Linked DNA regions of Mus musculus: all the other regions are linked to region 1. The links are chromatin contacts, called in public HiCAR-type, HiChIP or PLAC-seq and promoter capture Hi-C maps. All regions are on one chromosome and are shown on one strand. The core of a region is the stretch at or near the end of the contact, and the rest is flanking DNA. Distances in the headings are between cores, read along the strand shown. Region 1 holds the start of Daam1 (dishevelled associated activator of morphogenesis 1). Region 2 holds the start of Lrrc9 (leucine rich repeat containing 9). Region 3 holds the start of Rtn1 (reticulon 1). Region 4 holds the start of Dact1 (dishevelled-binding antagonist of beta-catenin 1).

Region 1 (4,990 bases), core at 1,169-3,668:
ACATATACAATGAGTGTGTGAAAGTTGGTGTGTGTGTGTGTGTGTGTGTGAGAATAGGAGTTCCTTTGTGCCATTGTGGAAGTGTTTACGAGTCTACTGATTTCAGGTCTACAGGTCTACAGATAGCATTTCTGATGCCAAAGAGCCATCTTGTTTCCCTTGGTTACAGGTGCAATAGTGTGCAGGGATCAGTTTAAATTCATCACTACTTAAACAGAAAACCAAGTCTTCTATTATCTATTATCTACATTTAAAGTTGGTTGATAGTTCTCTCTCTCTCTCTCTCTCTCTCTCTCTCACATACAAATTCCGTTTGTAGTCTATTTTGCATGCTGTCCTTTATACGTGGAGGTATGTGACACACCCCGTAATACTGTTATAGAGAAGGGATTTTTTTTTCCTTTGAGCAAGAGTTTATTCCTTTTTATTGCAGAGAACTAAGAGAGCTTGCAGAGAGGGCATTTCTTCTATAAAATTATTTCTCTGAGTGCCTTAACAGCATGCTTTCATCTCTAAGGACAAACCTTGCCTGATAGAGAGGCTCCGAGTTCAGTTTATTGACTCAGTAAAATCCAAGCTCACTGATTATGTTTCCACCTAAAAGCTTTCCACAGTTATAAGATTGGGGGAACATTTAGAACCATGTGAGGTTGGGTTTCTTTCTGAATATTTTCCCACAGCCAATTGAACAATACATTAAGCCTACCCATTAGTTGGAGCATCACCGCTTGTACCCTTGTTCTGATGGCCAAAGGAACAATTGTGTTGTCTAGGTTCCACTTCAGATATTTGAAATAGAATAGATCAGAAGAGCAACAAAGTTATATCCTGCTTCTGTGGAGACAAACGGTTCTGCTCTGTACAGAATAGGCTTGTCAAAAGACGATCAGAATCCAACAGCAACCTCCTCTTTCACACACACAAAAAAAAAAAAAACCCAAAAATCAAACAAACAAACAAACAAACAAACAAAAAAACCCATCATTTTCCCTCTCCTCTGAGATGCTCCTCTAGTTCCAAGAACGTATTTCACTTGAGCCTTAGTGTTTGAAGCAGAAAAGGGAAGATAAGTAGTGATGTGATATTCCACCAGCAATTAGGTGAAGAGTAGTTGGAAATTTTAATTGTCAGTCTTCATTTCCTGAGAAGCAAAATCTTAATTTTGCTGGTGGAAGAGGGCGTGTGAGCTGATCACAGCAGTGCCATTGAGAGTGGAATGAATACAGCCCCCCCCACCCCCAAACACACACACACACACTTGGACATTTGTTCCCTCTATTTAAGTTTCTCACCTTTGGTGTTATTGAATGAGATCATGAAACCGAAAACTTTTATGTATTAAAACCAAAATCTTCCAGAAGGGTCAGAATTTCACTTCACACCCTTTGCTAACACTTGAATACACATAAAAGTGTCTGAAGATCGGGGGCAATCCTTGAAGGGTACTGTTTGCTTAAAGGTCTTAAAATTTTTATATTTTTGAAAGGAAATGTGCGGGGAACAAGGGTGGAGGGAGTGTTGTGGATTTTAAAATTTTATATATGAGTAATTAACTAAAACTTTGAGATATGCATGTTATCTTCGGAGGAGCTGAGAGCCACCAGAGCGGGAAGTCCCTAAAGGGATGAACAAAAGCATGGCTGTTCGATAGTTTTATCTCCACAGCAGCAGGCTTTCAGACGCAGGATTGTGGTGACTGTCTCTGTCTTCTATTACACAGCATTTTCATTAGTGACAGCCGCCGGTTTTTCTCAGGTTAGCCAACTAAGTTGTCCCCAGCTTTCTTCTTGACCACTCGACTCGGTCTTGGTTTAAAAGGGAAAAAAGGAAAGAGAGGAGGAAGGTGAACTAACCCAAAGTGTGGTTCAAGGAGATTCCTTTTTTTCCGCGGCTGGCGTTGTTTGATCCTTGGGGATGTGAGGAAATACTGATTCAGTATTCAACCCAGAACCCCTGGAGTCCTATGAATTAGTGGTTTTGAGCAGGGAAGGAAGAGAAAGGCTTTTATGGACCCTTCCCAGATGGGGGCAGGAGAGCCCAACCGAACAGAAGTGCCTGGCGGGTGTGCGCGAGTTCAGGACGCCCCTTGGTCCTGCAGCCTACCCGCTGGCAGGATCAGAGGTCAAGTCAAAGGGCACGGCCGCTGGGTGCCTCGCCCTCTTCCCCAAACATTATGCCCCTAGGCTTCTGACTGACCACCACTGGTTCTGCTAAACTGGAGGGCGGGGAGGGGGCGGGTCTGGGGGGCGGGGAGGGGGCTGGCACAGAGGGACAGAGATGCACCTCGGTAAATGTAGTTCCTGAGCGTGAGGATGGAGAGACTGTTTCGGCTCTGTCTGTAGGACTAGGACTACAACATCCAGAATCCTAAAGGCGAGTCAAAGCGTCCATGCGCAGTGGGTGCCACCTTGTGTCCTATCAGAGGAGACGAGGGTGATGTCACCTGCGAGTTGGTAACCTACGAGCGGCTGTGAAGGGAACTGTTTAACCGGATCCCATTGTACCGGGAGCGCAGAGCGGCCTTTCCAGCATGCAGCGGCTGCTCAGGTGAGGGGACTCCTCGGCTCGCCCGCCGCACTCATTCATTAGCGGCACCGCACCGTGGCGCGGGGTGGGCGTGCTGGTTCTTCGCGCTGTCGCGGCGCGCCCTCCTGCTGCTTCCCGGAGCTCCGGGGCCAGTAGGTAAATATTAAACTCGTCCTTCAGGTTGGGTTTGGGTGGGAACAGGACCGAGACAGCTACGAGCTGCCAATCTAGGCTTTGGAAAATGGCTGCAGCACGGCTCGGAGCGAGGCGAGCCTGAAGGAAGGCATCCCCGAGGATGGGGTCCCTCCCTTCTTTCTTTCCGAGGCGCTCGGTGGCCGTGGAGCCGGCCGGGTACATCTCTCTTCTTCCCGGCCACAGGCTCCCCGGGGCCAGGGCTGAGGGAGCTGCGGCAGCGGGCGGCGCTCCTGGGCCGCTGGCTCTGTAAGATCCGTGGGCATGGCCGTGACCGCGATTCCCCTACCATTCCTATCACCTTCGGGTCAAGTCATACTCAAAACGGAGGGGCTGACTAATCCAGGCAGTCTCCGAGTTTACTGTGTGCAGAGAGAAGAAGGAAACCTGGCATTGCGGAGGCCGCGAGCCGGCGGCTAGCTGCGGCGCGGGGAGGCTGCGTCTCCGGGGGACTGGATGGGGTTCCCCGCGTCCTGCTTCGAGGGGCGTATCGCAGTCTTGGCTCTGCCAAATGGAGCCCTGCAAAGGGCACCTGGGCGTGGGCTAAACGCTCTCCTTAGAACCATGGTGGTGATGGGGTGGTGGATAACCTAATGATAAGGTTCGCTGTGGGGGCAGGAGGGCTGGATAATCGGGTTTATCTAACTGGTGCCCAAACCAGCTGTTTGGGATTGGCTTGTCTTCTGACTAGAGAGGAGAGCAGGGCGAGGCGAGGCCGGGCCCGACCCGACCGGACCCGGCCCGGCTGGACAACTCGAAAGTCTTCTGGCTTTTCTTTTCCCTTTTTGCGTCAGCTCCATTCGTTCATTTACTCACATTCATCAAACCCTTCTACGGTCCTTTGCACGTTGCTTACAATCAAGGTTTGGGACGTTCTGTCCCCTCCCCATAAAATGTTTTACTGTGCTCAGAAATAGATTCCTCCTCTCAGTCTCTCTCCTCCACCGTCAATGTTGGGAGAGCATCCAGAGCAAATGCTGCCCGTGACCGTTTTGCCCCCATTGAATTGGTAGTTTCTTGAGATTTGAGCCGGACCTAGTGAATTGAAGCATAGTTTGCCTGCAAGACGAATCCGGTTGCCATGGCGACTTCTGCCTTTGGAATCTTAACAGCTCGCACTGCTGTTTCAATTCGTTGTGGCTCTGCGGGCAGCTGGGAGGGTGTGGTCGGGGGGGTGTGGTCAAATGTTTGCCCTGGGCCCAGCTGCTCCCTCTTCCTCACCCTCCTAGCAGCTCTGGGACTCCCCCATATTCTTTCCTACATAGCTTGGACACCATATTTTTGGACCTGTCCCCTCCCATGTGCCTATACATCATCTCAAAGCGAATTGTCTGGGGCTTTTGTTCTAAGGTAAACTAAATTTGGAAGATGTTTTTCCTCCAACGAGTGAACTGTATCTTTCCATCATTATCATAGTTAATAGTGCTGGAGGCAATTTACTTAACAAGGTCACTCTTCCCAGGCCTACACAGCTCCCTGGTCAGCAATTACCTGAAGTACCATTACCTGTAAATGACAGAGCAATTAATAATTGAAGTTGAGGTATGGAGAACAGAGACATTGCAATTTTTATGAAATCTAAACTCCAGCTGAAGATCCTTAAAGTGGAACTCTGGAGGCTGAAAACAGGAGCCCTAGGTCCTGTGCCAGCATTTTATGTGATGTCCTGCTGTGGGCTAACAGTTACCTCTGGGAGCACCTGTCATCTCATTGATAATGTAGACAGGGGAGTTCAGAGAATTCCTAACGTTGGTTTTAGGTTTAAAGTTTTGAGACTTGGAAAATGACTCCTCCTCCAAATAACACAAGGCTTAAATTCAGCTCTGACATTGTAGCATTCAACTTGTGTTGCTGGCCCCCAAACCAAGATCCTTGGGGTAACTGTTACATAAATGGACAGGACAGCTATAGTAGTATTTTAAAATTTATAATACACTTGATACTCCTATTATCCCAGCATCTGGACTTTTATGTTTTAGTCATAATTAGTTGCTTAGATTTTATGGTTTGCAGATTCACAATGAATGTAGTTTATTTGTAACTTAACTGAACAAAAGGCATTTAAATTATACTAAGATGTTTGTTTTTCATCTCCTGTTTGCATTCTCTTCCAAGTGTGGTATCTCTCAGAAATGGGGGATGGTGTGCATAGGAGTGTCTATGCAAGTGCATTCATGTGCAGGTTAATACTTGGTTGTTGTGCCAAGTGGATAATGCTCACCGTCTTAAGCTTAGTTACATCACTGTGAGGCAGCACTAGCACAAGTTAGCA
Region 2 (4,990 bases), core at 871-3,370, 610 kb after region 1:
TTCAAAACTAAATAGTGTATTCTGATAACCTCTGTACTCCCATCCCCGAACACTGCATTCTTCCTGTTCTGGTTTGTTTCTAATACTATGATAAGGATCATGACCAAAAAGCAATTTAGATAGCAAAGGGTTTATTTCATCTTATGACTCGATCAGCAAAGAAGAGTCAGGCTGGAAAATCAGAAAAAAAAAAAGGGGGGGGGGTGGAGGGAACCTGTGGGCAGGGCAGGGGCTGAAGCAGATCCATGGAGAAACTCTGTCTACTGGCTCCCTCTCCCTCCATGGCTTTCTGTCTTCTTATACAATCCAGAAACACCTGCCCAAAGGTGGAATTACCGACAGTGGCCTGGGTCCTCCCACATCAATTGTTAATAAGAAGATGCAATACAGGCTTGCCTTCAGGCCAATCTGATGGAGGCATTTGCTCAATTAAGGTTTGGATCAAATCGACAAAACAAGCAAACAAAAAAGATGATTCAAACAAAAAACTAAACCAGCAAACCCCAAAGTGAGAATTTTAATCTAACTGATCTATGATGGAAATTTCTTTAAAGTTTACAAATTGAAACTATCCTCCTATTTAATCTTTATATTCTAAACAAAGGCTTCTTCAAGCATAGGTTATCTTGTTCAACTAGATTTTCAGCGAGATAGTAAAAATAAAACCGGAATCAGATTTCAAACAGACAGACAAAACAAAAAAACAAGCAAGCCAAAAACAAACAAACAAACAAAAAACAAACAAACCTGGCATCGCTTTTACCATAAGCCACAAATAGTTTAATCGGCTTACTTTTGATCTGTTGCTGACAGGAAGGAACAGTGTTCAGTGAAATGAAAATAGAGAGGGAGAATTAATTCACTTCTTCAGTGAATGTGTTTACAGACAGCAAACTCATCGGATGCATCCAACTCTTAAGTTATTAAATAGAAATATTTAGCCGGGCGTGGTGACACATGCTTTTAATCCCAGCACTTGGGAGGCAGAGACAGGCGAATTTCTGAGTTCGAGGCCAGCTTGGTCTACAAAGTGAGTTCCAGGACAGCCAGGGCTACACAGAGAAACTCAAAAAAACAAACAAACAAACAAACAAAAATATAAACAAAAAATAAGAAAGAAAGAAAAACGAAATATTTATAATGTTTAGATTTTCTTGAGAAAGCAATTGAAAGCTAGGCTGAGTGAAGCAGCAGATGCTAGTTTGCAAGAGGACCCGAAGGTCATAAATACTAACACATCCCCACTGAATTATAAAAATGAGTGCAGTGCTGTCAAGAGTTTTGTCAATTTGATACAAAACTAGACACAACGACAGAATCTCAACTGAGGAACTGCCCCTATCAGATTGTCCTGAGAGCATATCTTTTTTTTTTTTTTTTTTTTTTTGATTAATGACTGATAGGAGAGAGCCCAGCCCACTGTGGACAGTGCCTCTCCTGAGCAGGTCGTCCTGGCTTGTATAAGAGAGCCACCTGAACCCCATAGTATTTCTCCACTGCTCCTAGCTGGGCTGACTCCCCTGCTGAAGGACTGTGATCTGATCATATAAAGCCAAATAAACCCTCATCTCAAGTTGCGTCCGGTCATGGTGTTTATTTCTTGCAATAGACAGCAAACAACGACATGCCCGGTCCAAAATAACCTAATGCAAGCCTCCCAAGCAATTATAAATTGTCCTGGTAGCCAGATTTTCAACGTAACAAACAAAACATAACCTTATTTAACTCAGTGCACCCCAAAATAGTTTAACATGTGATCGATACAAAAATCATTAACAAAGTCGTTTCCATTGCATCTCTGCATACCAAGCGTTTAAGTTTTGGTCTATTTTCCTATATACGTCAGTTCAGACTACCGCTTTTAAAGGGCACATACGCGGCTGTGGCTAGTGGCTAACTCTAGTAGACGTTGTGGTTGATTTGGTTTGTTTTATAAGTTCATTGCTTTCTCAGCCAGTCTCCCCCTGTCCTCTTAACTTGTATTCTATCTTGTAAATTATTGCCTCCTGAGAATTTTGGCAAATTAAGACACTCGAAAGCCTGCCTGAGAACTCCTAAAAGACCAGTGGGGGTCGATTGCTTGGAGACGTTCCTGGGCGCGCGGTCTGGCGCTTGCCCTTGGGGGCTCACCGGGCTCTTGGTGGCCTCAGCTGCGCAGCAGCTGGGACCGAGGCCATCAGCGGCGGAAGGGGAACCGTCTTATGACCTCACTGCTCCACGCCATGCTGGGGATCAAGACCAGTTAGTACTGCTGACTTCGAGGCTCCAGGTGTCAAAAACTTTAACTGTGAAAATGCCAGGACCAGGTCCCCACCGCCTAGCCCACAAACTGTCACTGTCCTCGGAAGGAAACAAAGTGAACACCCAAGACTAAGAACTAGGCAGCGACCGGCTGCCACCGCTCCGCGGGAGTCTTAACAAAGGTGGGAGGGGAGGTCTTCCGGAAGGGGGCGGGGGAGGGTCTTCCCTGCTTAAGTTAATTGGTTGTAGTTTGCTACCACGTGATGCAGGCAAGGATGGGCGGCTGATTTCCCCGTCCTCGCCATCCCCTTCCTGACCCAGAGGTCAAGGGAGGCGGAGAGAGGGTTTCCTAGACAACCGCAGTGGGCGGTCAGTACACAGCAGGCCCGGGGCTGGTGTCAGCTGCAGGAAGGGATTTGGGAGGTCGGAGTGCACTCTGACCTGCCTAGGACAGCCCTGGAATCCATCCTCTCTCTGGAATAAGGTACTGAGTATCGGTCTTCTGGTTGCCTCTAGGTGTCCCTCCCCTGTAGGAAGGACTAGGGAGTCACATGGAGGAAATCTCCCAGCAGCACACAGGTCAGGGGACCTATGTGATGGTGCAGTGGGGGTTATAGTAATATTGTGATGGTAGTTATAATAATAAAAAATAATAGTGATACTTCAGAGAAGGATCCTAGGAAAAAGGAAAAAATGATGTGCCCTAGGCTCGGGCAACTACTGGACTGAAAGACTCAAGGGATACTGATCATCTAGAAATAGGAGGGCCTTTATGTGAACCACCAGGGAGAACTGTTGGGTTCTGGCTCCTTTATACTCAAGGGAGAAAACAGTTGGACCACCTAGGGCTTCTGTTGGGCAGAAAGGTGATAGTTTCTTAGATTAAATGCTCACTCAGCTTTGCTGGCAGACAGTTCTTTACGGACCAGTTAGTACTGTGTTACAAATTGCCATGCAGAACAGTGTTTACAGTCATGTTGGGTAGGATGTGTGTGGTATGACAGTTCATTGGAACCATTTGATAAGTTATGTCGTGTCAGCCGTAGTTCCTGTCCTCGGTGAACATGTTAGGAGGAAGGACCTGCAAGTATCACAATACAATGTGACAGACAGTAGCCATGCAGAGGACATGTGCTAACCTTACCCAGTCACATGAAAGAGAATGTTTACAATAAGACCAAAGAGGATGCAAGTCTTCGAAGAAGACTCAAGGCACTCTTTAAGGATATATGGAGTATAGAGTCAAGGACAGAAGATATTTCAAGGAGAGGAAGAAGTATGTGCTGAAGTACAGCCATGCTAGCTATCATAGGACTAGAGTTGTAGCCGGTACTGGAATGTTGAGTGGCTGTTTTGGTTGACCAGGGGCTTAAGAGATTGGCATGAGTCTGAAAATGGTGATTATAAACAATTTCCAAGAGGAGTAGCATAAACAAATATACCCCCGCAAGAGTCTAGCTGCTCCCATGGATTAGAGAATGGGGTAGGTAGTGAGACAAGAGGGGCCACGATGGCAGAGAGTGGAGAGGAAGCATAAGAATTGTGTGTGTGTGTGTGTGTGTGTGTGTGTGTGTGTGTGTGTGTGTGTGTTGGGATGGAGAAGGGATGGGTGGTGGTGTCCTTTAGCACAAGAAGGCATTCATTAAGGGGAAACAACATTGGTTGGAAATACGAGCTCAGCTTGGGACAGGCATACTGTATTTGAGATGCCTGTGACATGTTCACGTGGGCTTTTGAGTTTATTGCATAGGAAAGAGGACACGAAAGATGAGTGGCTTTTACAAAGAAGGAAGCTGTTAGTGCAAAATAACAAGTAGAGGACTAGGGAGACAGTTTAGACGGTGAAGCGCTTTCCTTGCAAGCAAGAGGACCTGCGTTCCATCCCAGAACCCATGTAAATAAAACATGGCGTGTAATCCCCGTGCTTGGGAGGCAAGCCAATTCCTGGAGCTCCTTGGTCAGCGAAGCTAGCCCACCAGGTGAGTTCCCATCAAGATGAGAGACACCGTCTCAAAAGGAAATCGAGGTGGATGGCACCTGTGGGATGGCCCCTGAGATTATCCTCTGACCTCCACACTTAGATTCACACAGCAGCGTTTATTCTTGCATGTGCATACACAGAGTGGGAGGGAAGGAGAGGGAGGGGTAGGGGATAGAGAGAAACCAAGGAGAAAACTTGAGAATAATCAGTATCGCTCAATGCTATCAGCATTGCTCAAAGTCACATCAAGGTCAAGTTGAGGCGGAAACGGGTCCACTGTCTTTGGCAATCTGGAGTTATTGACTGTTGTTGGACTTATTTAACCAGAAGTAGACGCTGTGATGGCTTGAAGGGTTTTCTTTCACATTACACTGGGTTGAGGACTGCATGGAGTAAATTATTGTTGCTGATGATTGTCTAGAAAGTTCTTTGTGAAAGTGTGAAACGTAGCTATTCAGGGTTTTTTTTTTTTTAATGCAATATAGAAAGGACTTTTCTAAATAGGGAAACCTGTGCTTACACACAGAGGAAAGGAGACCCTATGGGAAGAAAGATGGACTGGCAGAGCAGTCTCTAACAGAGGTAGACACGGTGGACCCGTGCACAGAAAAGCTGATTCATTTCAGTCAAAACGAAGTCTTTATTTATTCATTGTATGTGATACGTGTGCACATGTGTGTGGGGGCATGCTCACTCAAGGATGTATGGATATATATAAGAGACTGCTAATATGGAGTGTCTTCCTCAATTCCTCTCTTACCAATTCAG
Region 3 (4,990 bases), core at 984-3,483, 580 kb after region 1:
TGGACTCAAGAAGTTCTAAGAGCGACCAGGAATCTATTATTCGGTTTAAATCCTATAACCCATAACAATATATGACAAATAGGGCTGTCAATCTTTGGCTCTTTTCACATTTAGTTTTTCCCTTCCTCCCTCCCCCTCCATGCCCCAACCTCTTCTTTCCCCTCCCCCTCCTGCCCTGCCCTTCCTTCTTTCACTTGCTTCTCTTTTTATTTCTTGGTCCCCACTTTCTCTTCCCATTATTCAACACATTCTCCAAATCTCCTTTCCTGGCTTAAATCATGTTTGTTCTAGAGCAGAGTTTAGACAACCCGAGGCACTCCATATAACCCTCGAGAGGGGGTGGCTTAAGAAAGGGGTTTCCCTAAATCAGCTGCCAGGAACACATACGCCAGTCCCACCCTCGTCGCCTCCTCCAGGAACACCCACTCCCCAGGCCTCACACTACATTACCCAAACTACACAACTCCCACTCCAGCACAGCAGAGCCTCTCTCTCAGACAACAGCACAACACACCACCCCCTACAGTATTCCTTCTGAAAACAGCGATAACCAGGTAGCCGCCCCTCCCCCGCGGCGCCTGTCTCTAGCTTCCAACAGTCAGGACAAGCCATGGCCCTAGGGTTGATTCCACCAGGCAAGGATTTGGAGCGAAGGGCAAGTCAGGGGGAAAGAGAGGCCCAATCACTGACAATTTTTCAAAACGCAAAGATGAGTTCAGACTGCTGGGTAAACTGAGGCTGGACCACTGGCCACAGTCCCAGCATTCCAATCTGCAGCTGCTAAGACCTTCACATTTTAGGGGGTTCAAGTTTCAATACTCTGATAGATTCAGAAAAGAGCGGCTAGGAAATAAAGAAAGAAGGCTACAACTTCCAACCTTCCCAACAATGCTGTCCCTCCGGAATTCAGCTTGGGACTCATGGGGGTTTGTTTTCTGCGCGGGAGAAAGAGCTGAGCTGGAGGAAAACTGGAAAGGAGTAGGGTGTGGTGATTCCTTGAGGGAAGAGAAAGGGAAAATAAAGTCTCTGCGGTACTCCGGTGCCCTAAACCCAGCGGGAGGGTCCTGAGGCGGTGGGCCCGCCCGCTGATAGGCAGTCGTCTATCTCTGCTGTGGAGCTCGCTGAGCGCAAACACGCCCCAGAAAAACATCACAACCTGTCACTCCCCGCCCTGCTGCCCTGAGACCCCTGACAAGAAGAGAAAACTTGTTCCGGGGCGCAACAGAAGCCAGGCTTGCCAACGAGGACAATGTCTAAGGCTGAAAAAAGAGTAAAAATGAAATTACTGGACCAACAGCCTTCTTCCTCCTAGCCGCTGGCAGCACCCTGCTGTTTTCCACCAGTCCGCTAATATTTACAGTCGCCAGGAGCGAACCCCTACCTCCAGGTAGACAGGCCAGGAAGACGCAGAGAAAAGCTGTGGACTAGGGGACCCACAAGAAACACGGTCCCGGCCTCCATTTGCGGGGTCGCGGTGCGGGCCGGCTTACCTGTGGATGCAGTTTCCATGGCGACGGGAGGCGACCGGGCGGGGCCGGAGCACAGTTCCCGCGACGACGTTACCCCAGCTCCAGCGCCCGACCCCCAGGCGGGCTCCCCATCCTGCTGCGCTGGCCTGGCCCCCATCACCGCCGTCGCTTCGTCTTCCCCATCCCCCCGGCCCCCGAACCACTGGGACCCGGGGCTACCCAGAGACAGCGGCTCATCTTGCAGATCCGGCGGTGCGGCCATGGCTGGCTGTGCCCCAGGCTGGGCTACTGTGGCTTGGCAAGGCCGGGGTGCGCTGGCTAGGGACGCGGACGCTCCCTGCTGCTGTCCCTACCGGGACTCCGGACTCCAGAAGGCTGCAGAGTCTCCGCGCCACCGTCGCTGCTTTTGCTGCAACTCGGGCCGAGCCGCGGCTGCTGTTCTGGGCGCTTCGGCTCCTCCTTCTCCCCCTCCTCTTCCTCCGGGGCCCCGGGGCGGCTGCCGCCCGCGCTCCTCCCCTGCTCCAGAGGCAGCTTGCTGTGCCTGCGCTGCTTCGCTACTCCCAAGCCTGTTATTACGCAGGTGAAAATGGCCTGCTTGGTCCGAGTCCTCCCTAATGCACGTCAGCCCCGGGCCTGTTAATGGCAGCCTCTGATTAGGGGATGTGCCAAACCCACTTGTTTTACCCTTTATCTGGGGAAGAATACACAGAGAGGACCAGCAGGTACTGGCTGCAGCTTGACTAGACAAGAAGTTAAAACCAGACTGGAGTCCTAGGACTCTAGGATAGAAAGCGAATCTCAGAACAACCGTTCTGAGGGTTAGCTGCATAAAGGACACTGGCCTGAGCCTTGACCTGGTGATCTGCAACCTGGAGGTTAAATCCTTCATCCTGAAGTTTCCAGAACCGGCCCAAACAAACAAACAAAAACAATAACAAAACAGTATAGGAATGGGCCCTCAGATGGAACTCCACAAAAATGCTTTCCAGACCTGTCCCAAGTAGCATTGAAAGCAAACAGGATGCTACCAGGCATTAAACAACAACAACGACGACGACAGCAACAGCAACAACAAATGGCTGTGCCATATAAATGACAGGCCGTGTTGGGCAGTCTGTTTTGAGAAGTGGAAATCCACAGGAACTTCTTGCTCCCCCTCCCCACCCCTTTTCTGTGCTCTCTGATACTTAATGAACAGTAAAGGCGACTCACCTACATGTGCTATTCCCATATTTAGACCTATTTAGACCTATCTTTTCAAACAAGCCGTCTTACCGGTTCCTGAACTGTAAAATGGTGTGTGCCTTTCCTTTAAGTCTTGGCTCAAGTCTAACATCAGAGTAGATGAGTACAGTTATCGGTTAGTCCTACTCAAAAAAAGTGGAAGGCAACTGTGCCCTTGCATGCAGAGTGGTTGTGTAGGGTTCTCAGCTACCATTTGCATACCAGGAGCATCACAACTATCTGTAAATTCAAAGGCCAGAGTCATCAACATCTGGGACTCCTAAAAATGATGAAAATAGAAAATTTTTTATTCACTGTAATCTTTTGTTCTACTAGTACAACAATGCTCAAAAGATAGCAATAAATTGGAGGAAAATGTGTGTAATCTTACAGTCACCAAAATTTTACAGATTGATGTATTAAAAATTAATTCCTGAGTCCAGAGAGACAGCTTAGTATTTAAGAGTGATTGCTGCTTTTCCGGGGGACCAGACCTGACAGCTCACACTTGCCTGTAACTCCAATACACACACACACACACAAACCACTACACCTTTGAAAAAATTGGTTTCTATGAAATATGTTCATTATCTTCATAGTGACAATGGCATCACAGTTGTATGCATGGGACAAAAATCAAGTTGTCATGTGTATGTGTGCAATTCAATGTGTACCAGTTATTCTAATAAAGCTATAAAAATTATCTCCCTCTGTAATAACAAATTCTTGGTTATCCTGAATCATTATAGCTTTTTTTAACATAAGATAATAGGCACCTTGTTTAGAATGCCATAATGTATCAAGAATGCCAGGGAGGAACTTTCTTACAGTTTCATTATTAATATGCCAAGAACACTGGAAGCACATGGCTATTAAGGAATACTGAATTTGAGGCACTATGATAAAGAGAACATATAATTTGTTTCTCTGAAAAACACTAAAGAATAGAATCACTGGAAAACCTGACTAACTCCAAACCCCTTTGTATCCTTATGATTAAGTAGATAAAGGGATATGACTCTAATGTTCATCATTAAATAGATATGACCCATTTCATCAGCTACCAATCAATACTCTCATTTAAGAATATGTAGAGAAAATAACCAATTAAGTCTATTTCTGTTTTATTTGTTATAGGAAAAAGACAATTTCATTTTGATAAATTATTCTGAAAGCACATGTGGTGTGCTTGTGTTGTGTCTCAGTAGTATAGAACTGAGCTAGGGTGTGTGAGGCTCTGGGATCGATCCCCAATGTGATAGAGACAGCAAGACAGAGAGACAGTGAAACAGATTCTTTAAAAGTGTGTGCATCGTGTTTCAGTCGAGCAACCTTCACAATTATCTTCACTTACAGGCTCAACGTGTGAAATTATCTAAGTTATCTACAGGGAAAGAAACATTTCAAGTTTCAAAAAAATTTCAAGCACACACACATACACCAACATGGAATAGATTGTTTCAGAAGTGGACGACAGGATCTACTGGTTAATATGTGATGAACATTTGGAGTGAAATGGAGTGGCAGAGAAAGTATTATGGGCCATATTCATATTCTATAGGAGGGAGTTCTAGAAAAATTAAACATAGCTACAGCTAGGCAAGGGAAGGCAGTGGTGGCCATGTATTTCCTTCTCTGTTTATACTTATGCCCAGAATCGCCCACATCACCGGCCACTTTAAAGTCCTCTGAGAAGATGCAATGGTGGAGTCACCCTCATTGACTTAGTGAGGTGTTCGTCTCACATAAGTCTTACTGGTGCAATACATCAAAAACTATTGTGAATTGTGCTGACTCTGCATCCAATTTGTCTCCATAAACATCCAGATTATTTTTGCAGTGTGCTTTTCAATTTTGGATGTTGTAGAAGCTACTGGATTTGCTATGGAGAGTATTCTCCATTTAATACTGCAGTGAGACAATATTTAGGTTGATGCTATAAAGATGTTCAGGAGAGAACCCCAGCATTCAGCAGATTCACCAGCACTTTTGGAAAGAGCACGGAGGGGAATGGCTGCTGGTATATTTCATCTGACGCCCAAAGGGAGGAAATGTGGGTGCTTCTAGTGGCCTCCAGCAGGAATCAGACAAGGAGAGCAGATCGCTTCCCATCAAATCTAGCTTTACTCTTAATTAGTACACTTACACAAAGACATAAAGTTCCTTTTACTTACAACAGTTACAAAGGGGCCATCTTTGAAGTACCAAGCCCGCATTTCATTTCTCTTTCATTGGTTAATATCACTCCATTATAGGGATATATCTTAATTTATGACCCACTCATCAGATGATAGATC
Region 4 (4,990 bases), core at 1,666-4,165, 520 kb before region 1:
AGAAATAAGTTGCACTATTAGAGGAAGAAGCTCCCGTGGCTGCTTAAAAGAAAGGGAGAAAAATCAAGATCACAGCACAAAGTGAGACCCTGTTCGTAATGGAAGGGGACCTTGGGTGATTACTGGCAACAGCCTCCTCGTTACCTACAAAGAAAACACAGACTTCAAGAATCAAGAAAATCCAGCAAACTCAACTAGAAAGTATTTGTCTGTTGGGTTTAGCAGAGAACAGGGGCAACCAGGCCAGTCACACTTAATCTGATGACATTGGGAATTTTCCTGGAAAAACAATTACAGCATTGAGCTCCTTGCTTCGAACTTCATTTGACAGCCGAAGTTTGTTTTAATTGGCATCTGAATGAACGGCATTACTTATTAATGTGTAATGGATACTTTGGAAAGCATAAACCCCCGCCCCCCATTTTGGAACCCTTTGCATACATTAGTTTTAATATTTAAACTTGTTGTGAATGCTTTCTCACGGAGATGAACAAGCTGCTATGACAAATGGCTTGCTTTGGACTAACAGGCCAGCCTAAAGGGGCATTTGGTTGGGGGCGGGGGAGGGCAGGGTGTGTGTGTGTTGGGGGGAGGTGGGAAGGTAGAGGAGAAGTTTGGAGACACAGCGACATGTCTGTCAGCTGTAACAAGATTTATTAGCAGTGTGTAAAAACACGTTTCAGCTTCTCCCACCCCTTCGACTATATAAATATAGTTGTCAATGTGTGACATAGCACAGGCCACAATAACAGGGTCCACCCAGCCAGAAGGAACCTAATTCAGAACTAGGAAAGCAAGAGGTCTGTTTAGAAATGAGTAGATTGGAACAATGGCAGAGGACTTGGGAGAGTGGCCTGTGTCATGTAAGGCAGGACATTATTCTAAATTTGTCTTCCTGAAACTAGGAAGCAAATTTAGCTCTTGTGTAGTGTTTGACACACAGTAGGCATAAAGAATGTGTGTCCCGTAAGCTTTGTACATCTGGGAACACCTGAATATGATTCCATTTTTACATCATGCTAATTACGAATCAAGGCTGTCTTCCATTTTATGTCTGTGGGAGGTAGGAGGCAGGGTGGGGGGTGAGGGGGTGGGGGTGCTTGTGTAGCTGGGGGGGGGGATAACGGGTGTGAGTGTGAGGCAAGGAAGTGCTTGCTTTTGTTTGCGTCTTCTTGATAAAGGTCAACTTAATTCTATTTGTTGTAGAGATTAAGTGGGAACTATTGCGTTTAAAAGTATGCTAATAGAAGAACAATTTCTAACTATCCTGCATCCTCCGGAGTGTCCTCTGGTAATTATTAGTGGCATGCTTCTAGGCCTTGCACCTAGCGAGAGCACCGGTACTATGAGGGTATTAAAACAGTTCCTGCCTTCAGGGAGCTTTTATGACGTAGCTGGAGAGAAGATACACAAGGAACACCTAAGCACACAGATTGTGTGTGCCCAGAAAGAGAACCAGACAATAGTGTGTGAGAAAGACCAGGCACTCATGCAGTTAACCAGTGGGGGCAGGGGGGCGGGTATGGGGCATAGGGCATGAACAAATTGATCTTGGAAGATTAGACCACATAGAGAGTAAAAAGAGAGAGAATTCCTTGCTGAAGTGAGCAGCTGGGCAAAGGTGTAAAATTCTGAAGTCATGACCTGAAATGTGTTCCTTCATAGAACACTTTGTCTTAATGATCTCAAATTGTGACTCCCTAAATTTAATTTCTGAGGTTCTAGGATTCAAGGCATGAGGTGCAGCTCCCATAAGCCAGCTAATGGCGTTTCCAGATAGATCCCCGAGCCAATGAAATACCCACTGAGTGGCATCCCAAGGACACAAGGTCAAATCCTGAATGGTATTTTAGGGGAATTCTAAAATAAGTTCCCCTGGGGTCGGGGAAGAAACCCCATGAGCACAATATCGTTCTCTCTCTCTCTGTCCTCGACCCTGAGATCTGCCTGCCTCTGCCTACTAAGTGCTGGGACTAAAAGCATGTGCCACCTCTGCCTCCCGGAGAGAGATAACTATTTAAAGATTTATGTGCTGGACCACCGCATATGTATTATACGTCGTTTGCCACTGTAATTCTTAGAATAGACTGGTCTGTTAGCTCCATTTTACTATTGGGTAAACGGAGGCACAAGGAGGGCACTTAACTTGCTATTCGTGGAATCAGATTCAGACAGTCTGGATTCGGAGTCAGGGCTCTAGTGAACAGAAGCTAAGGAACGGTAAAAAACAAAACAAAACAAAACAATAGGTGCTCACACGCCACCCCTCATAAAGTCTGGGCTTTTATAGGAATTGATGCGAACGCTGGCCTCACAACAGCATCCTTCTGTAAGACTTGAAAGGCCTTCTTCAGCAAAGCTCCGATTAAAAGCTGAAACAAACAAAAAGAGTTTTAGAACAACGTCCTTGCTTGTTTTTTTTTTTTCCTTCCAGTTACAAAATAGAGTTTAAAACAAAGGCGACCTCCAAACCCAAGTCTACAGAAGTGGTGTTCTGAGTACCGAGTGGACATTAGCTTGGGATGAAGAAACCCAGAGCCAAGGGAGAGGACTTGGAGCGTGGACACGTGAGGAAGGGGTTAAGTTTCAGAAAGTTGTCCCGGGAGCCCAAAGCCACGGCGCCCGCGGACCGGCCCTCGGGGCTGGCTGTAACAAGATGCTCGGCCCTCACCCGCCACCGCTGCCGGAGATGGAGCCGAGCCAATCGGCGCCGAGGGGACCGCGGTGCCGCAGGACCGAAAAAGGGGGCGCGGAGCCGGGGCGGGGCCGGGGCGGGGCGCAGGCGGCCCCGGCGCCTGACAGGAGCTGATCGCCGCGAGCCGGCGGAGGCGGCGGCGGGCGGGCGGGCGAGCAGGCGGGGTGTCGGGGCCGGGAGTGACGTAGCGTGGCCGGGGCGTTATCAGCTGCGGGGCGGCAGACGGGAGCAGCGCGGGATGCGAGTGCGGGCGGCATGAGCTCGCGGCCGGGGCCCTAGCGTGTGCTGCTGCTCCCGGGCTGGCGGGGCCTCGGGGGGTCATGAAGCCGGACGCAGCGCGCGAGCCGGAGCCGCTGAGCCCCGGCCGGGGCGCGGAGGCCGAGGGGCGCTGGCGCGAGAGGGGCGAGGCGGACACGGAGCGGCAGCGTACCCGCGAGCGCCAGGAGGCCACGCTGGCGGGGCTGGCGGAGCTGGGGTACCTGCGGCAACGCCAAGAGCTGCTGGTGCGCGGTGCGCTGCGCTGCTCCGGGACCGTGGGGACCGTCGCGCCGCGCTCCGGGGAGCTGCGGGGAGACGCGGCGCAGCGCAGCCGCCTGGAGGAGAAGTTCCTGGAAGAGAACATCTTGCTGCTGCGAAGGCAGTTGGTAGGTGGTGGCCGGTGGCCTGTCTGGAGGGTGGGCTGATGGCCTCTGGCTGTGGGATCCCTGGCCGCGACGTGACCCCCACCTCGATTTTCCCTGAGCCCGTGGTGTCTCGGATGCCCGCTGCCCATGACTTCCACGCGTTGCTGGCGGATGCCTGCTTTGTGTCACCTGAGGAGCTGGCGGATTGCGGGGAGGGGTGGCTGCTCATCTATCCTGCATTTGGAATTCTTGGAGTCCCTTGGTTCCAGCCTTAAAGTTAGGCTACTGCATGCCCCCTTCCTCCGAGGTTTGCAACCCCCACTTAAAATGCCATTTCACCTTATGGTCTCCCTGGTTATCCCTCCCCGGGAAGGAGGGGGGGGGGTGCGCACAAAAGCGAGGAAGAGGCTTGTTGCTTGCCTAACTGTCCAACATTGAGTTTTACGGTTACGGCGAAGCTCCTGCTGGGAGCCGTGCCCTACCCGGTGCTTTCTCTCCTGCAAGTCTCTTTTGCCTGGGCTGGTGCTTAGTTTTAAATAGAAGTCCTTTGTATAAGGCAGCTAAAACTAGATGCAAATACTGGCAATTTGGCCGGAGACCCTGCCCCCTCCTCTTTTATCCGGTCCGCCAGCTGTGCTTGGTGGTGGAGGTGGGAGAAGAGAGAACCTGCTCGCTGGGAGTATTTATCTTATTGGATTTCTGTCACTGTCTCAGTCGTTCTGTGCAGTCTTCATTAGCAAGGAAGAAAAAGAACTTTGGACCTTCATGTGTTGAGAACAGCTTTTGATGCTGCCTCAAAATAATGGCGGCAGCTTTGTTTCAGTGACCTCAAAATGTAGTTTTGGAAACAGCAAAAAGATTATTATCCCAGCGTGTTGTATTAGACTACTTAAGCTATATAATGGCCCCCTGAAAGTGATGTTGTGGGTTGTCACGTGTTTTCTTGTATTACGGTTTTCTAGATTTTTTGTGTAGTTACAGAGCATCAAAGTGCTTTTATTTAATTCATTTTTTTCTGATGAAATTCAATTTTTGGCACACAAGCATATGGCTTACGTCTCTAAGCTTTCAGAAGTCATAGGTCGTGAGCAAGGACCACGTATCTATTTTGTAAGGATGTGTGCTGTGGTTTGTGCAATAGCTCTGTTTTGGCATTTTTACTGTTTCTTTGGTAGAAGAACAGAATTGTATGTACGTGAATTTGAGCCAGTTCTTTCTGGTTGTGACTGGTCGTTTACATTTCGGTATTGTCTTGTACAATAGCACCTTTTTTTTTTTTTTTTTGTCTTCCTGAATCTCAAGATCGAGAGAGCAGCGCATTCCTATTGTCCGCTTCAGGGGAGCAAGGCAGTGTGTCAGGAGAATTCCACTCCAGTCAATGTTTATGGTACTATTTTCATTTGTAGACTTGGCATTCTTGATTTAAACCAGATGCCTTTCGAGTTCTTTTGCTTTTCCAGCAGTGGGGAGCACTAGATGGCAGTGTGAGTTAGCACAACCAGTCTGTCACCTTGGGAAACCCAAGCTGAGTTCAAATCTTGACGGGCTTTCCCTGGAGGGTTTTGGATTCTGCCAGCTCACATTATACTTGGCGCTGGCTATTAGTATTAATTTCTCGCTTTCAAAGGCCTTAAGACTGATTAAGCCCCACTAAGCAACTAATAGAAAACAA

The links. HiCAR-type assays count read pairs that join an accessible place to other places. HiChIP or PLAC-seq counts read pairs in DNA pulled down with a chosen protein or histone mark. Capture Hi-C pulls out chosen DNA fragments and counts their contacts.
Region 2: a promoter capture Hi-C map of adipose tissue shows a contact between it and region 1, with 5 times the contacts expected there. The contact joins the promoter of Lrrc9 here to the promoter of Daam1 in region 1. A contact is called at or near these places in 4 of 39 promoter capture datasets (the 3T3-L1 cell line, cranial neural crest, embryonic stem cells and 1 more), 4 of 115 datasets of contacts at active chromatin or transcription factors (embryonic stem cells and stem cell-derived neural progenitor cells) and 3 of 9 other capture datasets (adipose tissue, embryonic stem cells and pancreatic islet).
Region 3: a contact with region 1 is called in an H3K4me3 HiChIP or PLAC-seq map of embryonic stem cells, with 3 times the contacts expected there. The contact joins the promoter of Rtn1 here to the promoter of Daam1 in region 1. A contact is called at or near these places in 3 of 39 promoter capture datasets (embryonic stem cells and hippocampal neurons), 1 of 484 Hi-C or Micro-C datasets (cerebellum) and 2 of 115 datasets of contacts at active chromatin or transcription factors (embryonic stem cells and stem cell-derived neural progenitor cells).
Region 4: a contact with region 1 is called in a HiCAR-type map of astrocytes, with 2.4 times the contacts expected there. The contact joins the promoter of Dact1 here to the promoter of Daam1 in region 1. A contact is called at or near these places in 7 of 39 promoter capture datasets (the 3T3-L1 cell line, the C10 cell line, cranial neural crest and 3 more), 1 of 484 Hi-C or Micro-C datasets (palatal mesenchyme) and 4 of 115 datasets of contacts at active chromatin or transcription factors (astrocytes, embryonic forebrain, microglia and 1 more).

Annotation. Positions count from the first base shown.
Region 1 is chr12:71,828,650-71,833,639 of GRCm38.p6, forward strand. Daam1 (dishevelled associated activator of morphogenesis 1) reads left to right here and starts at 2,419. Exons shown (of 26, transcript NM_026102.3): 1 at 2,419-2,682.
Region 2 is chr12:72,439,746-72,444,735 of GRCm38.p6, forward strand. Lrrc9 (leucine rich repeat containing 9) reads left to right here and starts at 2,121. Exons shown (of 32, transcript NM_001142728.1): 1 at 2,121-2,423.
Region 3 is chr12:72,406,821-72,411,810 of GRCm38.p6, forward strand. Rtn1 (reticulon 1) reads right to left here and starts at 2,234. Exons shown (of 9, transcript NM_153457.7): 1 at 1,491-2,234. The coding sequence starts at 1,731.
Region 4 is chr12:71,306,969-71,311,958 of GRCm38.p6, forward strand. Dact1 (dishevelled-binding antagonist of beta-catenin 1) reads left to right here and starts at 2,916. Exons shown (of 4, transcript NM_021532.4): 1 at 2,916-3,339. The coding sequence starts at 3,016. It also overlaps a transcript of 2700049A03Rik not described here.